2 separate regions of the Mus musculus genome follow, and region 1 is linked to region 2. A link is a contact called in public Hi-C data. All regions are on one chromosome and are shown on one strand. Each heading gives the region's core, a stretch centred on a gene start, on an enhancer-like site or on the middle of the called end of the contact. The rest is flanking DNA. Distances are from core to core; before and after follow the strand shown.

What was found. A called contact is a pair of places that touch in the nucleus more often than the background predicts.
Region 1: a Hi-C map of embryonic stem cells shows a contact between it and region 2, with 6 times the contacts expected there. The contact joins the promoter of Ftx here to the enhancer-like site in region 2. A contact is called at or near these places in 6 of 39 promoter capture datasets (the C10 cell line, cranial neural crest, liver and 2 more), 4 of 484 Hi-C or Micro-C datasets (the G1E-ER4 cell line and embryonic stem cells), 5 of 115 datasets of contacts at active chromatin or transcription factors (embryonic stem cells, epiblast stem cells, large pre-B cells and 1 more) and 3 of 9 other capture datasets (adipose tissue, liver and pancreatic islet).

The regions. Positions count from the first base shown.
Region 1 is chrX:103,622,340-103,625,252 of GRCm38.p6, forward strand. It overlaps Ftx (Ftx transcript, Xist regulator (non-protein coding)), which reads right to left and starts at 1,415. Exons shown (of 11, transcript NR_028381.1): 1 at 1,208-1,415.
Region 2 is chrX:103,446,260-103,449,166 of GRCm38.p6, forward strand. It overlaps Tsix. Among named protein-coding and RNA genes, the nearest start is that of Tsx, 33 kb to the left of the region's middle. Within about 2 kb of position 1,467, at least 55 of the 459 cell types and tissues checked have an H3K27ac peak or open chromatin away from gene starts, as enhancers often do. A contact at or near this core is called in the G1E-ER4 cell line and embryonic stem cells, where this site is marked.

The sequences.
Region 1 (2,913 bases), core at 165-2,664, 180 kb after region 2:
TTCGCAATCATAATTACCAGAACGTTCCGCGTCTCCCTCCCTCCCTCCCAGCCAAGCCACTGGCAACACGCACGCGCAGTTCTCGATACCTAGTGTTAAACGGCCAACATGCTCCCTCTTACGCATGCGCACTTTCATTCCCGCGCAGAGGCCTTCTGCTTGCAGTGAGCATGCGTGATTTCACCTTCTCTCCTCTCTGCCCCACCCTCGCCTAAGGGGCCACGATCTCCCGTGCCAGCAGAGTCCTACCCATCATGTCACGCTTTCTCAAGGGTACTTGAGCGCCACCACCTGGTGATATGGTTCCTCTTTTGGCATCCACGCAAAGCGCGCCTATCTTTACTATTCTCCCTTCTCGTGTATGATTATATATATAATATATATACGTATATGTGTATATATATATATTATATATATTATATATATAATCTCTGTGGCCACTGCGTTCTGCTACTCTGGTGAGATAACTCTGTGAAGAATATATATACATATATGCGCATATATATGTATATATATTCATGCCGGGTGCATCTGCACGTGTTTCTCGCCAAAGTTATGCCCCAGTGTCTAAACCATATCATTAACAACAATCCTTAACAGGATTAACTGTGATAAACTAAGTTACACATGGAATTAAAAAAACGTCGTAGGCGATAAAGCATATCCCAAACCCAGATGGAATCCGTCAGCAGCCTAAGGGAGAGGCTACTTGGTAGACGGATTCCTTAATACAGTTAAAAACCCTCCAACCTAAAACCACTGAATCAGAGTCCGGCGTGGTGATTTACGCCTGTAATCCCAGTTTAAGCAGGAGAACGGCCGCGAGTTCGAGGCCTGCTGCTGTCAGTCTCAAACTACATTCACTCACCCCCAAGGAAAACAAAAAGCGGATGAAGCCTAATCCTAAAGACTCATCCATTTGATTCACCCTTAACAAATGAAGAACTCGAAAGTTTTTTTTGTTTTGTTTTAAATAGATGTCAAACAAAACAGTGATGCTCAGGTGCCTTAAACCTGCTTAGAGAAGTCTAAAAATCTTTCATAATATTAAGTAATGCGCAACATCCTTTTGGAGGGCTGGGGATTCGTACTGGCCTCCAGTTCTCCCTCCCCTCAAAGGAGAAAATGCACAAATTAAGGATCTCCCTGACACAAGTTCCCTCCTCCGCCCTCCATGTTACATTTTCGTCCTTCGTCGTTCCTTTACCTCCTGCTGAAGCGAGTGTCGCAGTTAAAATTCTTACGGCAGGCAGTGCCTAGAGGGTGGAGGGAGCGGCGGCATAGAGAGCCGTGCCTGGGTGGCAGCAGCGATGACTTAACGGCGATGAACACCAGGTACGAAACCTGCTATACTTGCGGCCGCGGCGCGGATGCCACGAACCCACAGCCTCTCCAGGAGCGCTGCGCTGTGCTGCAACGCATGCGCCGCGCTCCTCCCTCTCCTCAGAGCGCCCCTCTACAACTTACAGCAGCCCACTGAGTCCAGTACTCAGGTCCCTAGCCCACACTTCTTTTCCTACCTCTGCTCATACCGGCGTCCACCACCCATCCTTTCCTCAGCCCCTTTTCTAATCAATAAGTCCCCATCCTTTTTAATTTACCATCACATCTCACTACTGTTATTATTCCCTTTCTGGCTCACCCTACAATTCTTGACCTTCTCTGCTTCTCTGGAGCTCTGCTAGGCCCCCTCATATTTCCTGATGTACCCAATATTCCAAGTGTTTCGAAAACAAACAAACTAACAAACCAACCAACCAACCACTGGCATGGTGATAAGTGCCTGTAATTCCAGCGATTTATAGACAACCTCACCTCCATGACAAATTCTAGGTCAGCTTGGACCACAAAAGATCCTGAAGGAAAAAAAAATAGCCTCCACCGATCCGGGGGGTTGGGGGAATGGAAATATACGTATGTAGATTTAATTGTGGGCCCAAGTTACAAAGCCTGAAGAAAAAGTCTTTTTCTAATACCTGGAACCAGAACTCTTGGGGCAGGCTATTTTCACTCTCAGCATGTTGTTTCCTGTGGAGAATCTTGAGTTTTAAGGGTCTCCTTAAGATCCACTCCCCCTTCTTATTCAGCCCTGGATCTTGAGAGATCATCCGACTGGCTCCTGCCTGTCTATCTATCATTGCATTGAATTGTGAATTTTCATGTAGAGCATCAAAGCACCAGAACCATACAAGTAAAAAAGAGTGGGGGAGGGGAGGAGGAAGACAAAGAAGAAAAAAGGAGGAGGAAGAAGGGAAGGAGGTCGAGGAGGAGGAGGAGGAGGAGAAAAGGAAAAGCAGTCCCATGCCTGCATCTGAAACAATATCATGAGCAGAATAGAAGTAGAAGGCAGGGCCATTGGATATATTGCGACACCTAATGGACATATAGGTAACATGCATAAAAAACCCCTCTGATGTTTCAGCTTTAGTAAGACATCCCCACTTTGACAATTCCCTCCCTGGTTTCTGAAAGAGCTTTTTCTTTGAGGGGGAAGGGAGTGTGATGGAAAAGCTCTTTTCAGCCCAATTTGAGCAATGAAAGAAGCCTTTAAGCTAAGTTTACCTGGAGTTCACTACAAAAGTGTTAGCTCACATCTCGAACAAAGTTGTACTCATGCAGAATTAACAGGCTGTACTTACAAGCTCCAAACTAGGTCTGGAGAGATGGCTCAGACGTCAAAAGCACTGACTGCTCTTCCAGAGGTCCTGAGTTCAATTCCCAGCAACCACTTGGTGACTCACAACCATCTGTAAAGGACTCTGATGCATTCTTCTGGTGTGTGTCTGAAGACAGTTCAGTGTACTTATATAAGTAAAAGTAAATAGATCTTTAAAAACAAAAAACAAAATAAAGTTCAAACAATTTTTCTTGTAAAACAAGCTTAGTTCCATCTGAAGATTCCATGTAAGAGAG
Region 2 (2,907 bases), core at 217-2,716:
CATTTGTTTCAGTTCAAAGAACTCAAGGAAGAACATGAAAGAGCTCCATTCCAGCTTTTCCTCGGTACTTTCTTTTGTATGTGAAAGATGCTAGAATTCTTTTTTGTTTGTTTGTTTTGTTTTGTTGGTTTTTTTGGTTTGTTTTTGTTTTTGTTTTTCGAGACAGGGTTTCTCTATATAGCCCTGGCTGTCCTGGAACTCGCTTTGTAGACCAGGCCGGCCTCGAACTCAGAAATCTGCCTGCCTCTGCCTCCTGAGTGCTGGGATTAAAGGCGTGCGCCGCCACCACCTGGTGAAAGGCTCTAATTCTTTTAATATTTCAGACCTGGATGGTATAGAGGGCTTTTGCCAAAATATCACATTCTTGGGGATTTTTGTATTCATTTTACTTGAAGAATCTGCCTTTTTCACTCAGAGGGTTTTTTGTTTCCTCCCTTGGGCTACATCCTATTTCTTTGCAAAGAAGTTCTCCTCATTTTCTACTTTTATAAAATTTGTATCACATACCAGCAAAGCTTTGGGGACTGAAAATTGACATTGGGGTTAAAATGATGGTACAGTGGCTAAGAGCAGTGGCTGCATTTGCAGAGGACCCAGGTTCGATTCCCAAACACTCGAGTACCAGCTCACAGACGCCTGTACCTCCAGCTGCAGGGAGATCTGATGCTCTCATCCGGCCTCTATGGGCTCTGCACACACCCACACACATAAAATAAAAATATTTTTAAAAAATTCTTTGAAAAGAAAATTGGGTTATTATGTGGCAGGAGGATTTTCTTTTCTGTTCCAGTCTAATTGGTGCTCTATAAGCTTCTTGTGTGCTTATAGGTATCTAGGTGTGTTTATAGGTATCTTGTGTGTTTATAGGTATCTTGTGTGTTTATAGGTATCTTGTGTGTTTATAGGTACCTAGGCAGATTGCTCAGTTTGCATTGATACTGACTGTTATACATTTTTTGAAATTTGGATATGTACAGTTTAAGGAAAATTTTTCTCTAGGACATTAAGTCTCTTGTCAATTGAAGGAGAAGTATATCAATCCATTACAGTAGGTTTCCCTCAAACCCAGTCTTTGAGACCGTAAGAGTTTAAGAGAGGGGGCAGGAGGAGGCAAGACTGGGGAGGAAAGGGTTGGGGTGCAGGCAGTCTGCCACAAACCAAACAAATGAGACTGTGTTGGAGCTGAGCCTGGCAGCTTTGGTCTCTGGGTTTCCAGCATTCCAACACTCACCAAGGGCCATTCGACCAGGCAAGCTGCTACCTGCTGGCCTAGCTTTCCCAGCTCTCAAAGGCAAATGGGCTCAGGTTGCAGCCATTCTTTTCTGTGACTCCCACAAGGTCCATGCTCTGTTCCCCTAAGCTCTGCCCCCTCTTCTCTGCGCAGGTGGTCAAGTGTGCTAACCACACCCTCTCAGCAGGATCCCGCGCCTCAAGAGCCTTAGGTCCCGCCCCACACTCCCTCAAACCCTCAGTGCAGCGCTTGTGTCAGGCGCAATCTCGCAAGATCCGGTGAGGCGCTACGTCGTGCTCCACTCGGTCCCAAAAGTACCTGCAAGCGCTACACACTTGCGCTCGGCGCCCTTGCTCTGTTCTCACTTTCCGAGATATCCACGCATCTTGAGTCCTGCATCCACTCCCGGGAGGCGGCTGCGGCAAGCGCGTGATGGAAGAAGAGCGTGATAGCCAGCTAGACAGGTGGCCAGAGCGGAGCGGTGGGTGAGATGCGGGCTAAGGAGAGGGCAGATGCCTAAAGTGCCTGCGGGACGGTGGAGAGGTGCCCGAAGTCCTTGTTGGGGTGGTGGAGAGGTGGCTGAAATTCTTGCGGGATAGTGGGGCGATGGCTAAGTGCTTGCAGGACAGTGGGGCGATGGCTAAGTGCTTGCGGGACAGGGGAGAGGTGGCTAAGTGCTTGCGGGACAGTGGGACAGTGGCAAAGTGCTTTCAGGACAGTGGAGCGATGGCTACGTGCTTGCGGGACAGCGGAAGAGATGGTTAAAGTGATTGCCAAGCAGCAGAAAGATTCCTAAAATGCTTGCCAGCTATGCGGAGATGAAGGTAAAATGCCTGCGTAGTCCCGAACCGATAGTTAAAATGCCTGCCGCATAACGGAGGAATAACTAAAATGTCTGCTGGGTCCTGGAGCCAAAATTTAAAATGTCTGTCCCTTACAGGTGGTTAGACTACCGGTCAGGGACCTGGAAAGATAGCTAACATACATGCCACGTTCCCGGACTAATGGCTCAAATGGATGCCTGGGACTGGGAGACTTTACTAAAATGCCTACCACCGGGGACCTGGGCTATCACTAAAATGCCTGCCACCGGGTACTGGGAGGTCACTAAAATGTCTGCCACGGGGTACTTGGGCTATCACTAAAATGCCTGCCACCGGGTATCTGGGCTATCACTAAAATGCCTGCCACCGGGGACCTGGGAGGTCACTAAAATGCCTGCCACCGGGGACCTGGTAGGTCACTAAAATGCCTGCCACCGGGGATCTGGGAGGTCACTAAAATGCCTGCCGTCGAGGATCTGGGCTATCACTAAAATGCCTGCCACCGGGGATCTGGGAGGTCGCTAAAATGCCTGCCACCGCTTACTGGGAGGTCACTAAAATGTCTGCCACGGGGGACTTGGGCTATCACTAAAATGCCTGCCACCGGGGACCTGGTAGGTCACTAAAATGCCTGCCACCGGGGATCTGGGAGGTCACTAAAATGCCTGCCGTCGAGGATCTGGGCTATCACTAAAATGCCTGCCACCGGGGATCTGGGAGGTCGCTAAAATGCCTGCCACCGCTTACTGGGAGGTCACTAAAATGTCTGCCACGGGGGACTTGGGCTATCACTAAAATGCCTGCCACCAGGGATCTGGGAGGTCACTAAAATGCCTGCCACCGGGGATCTGG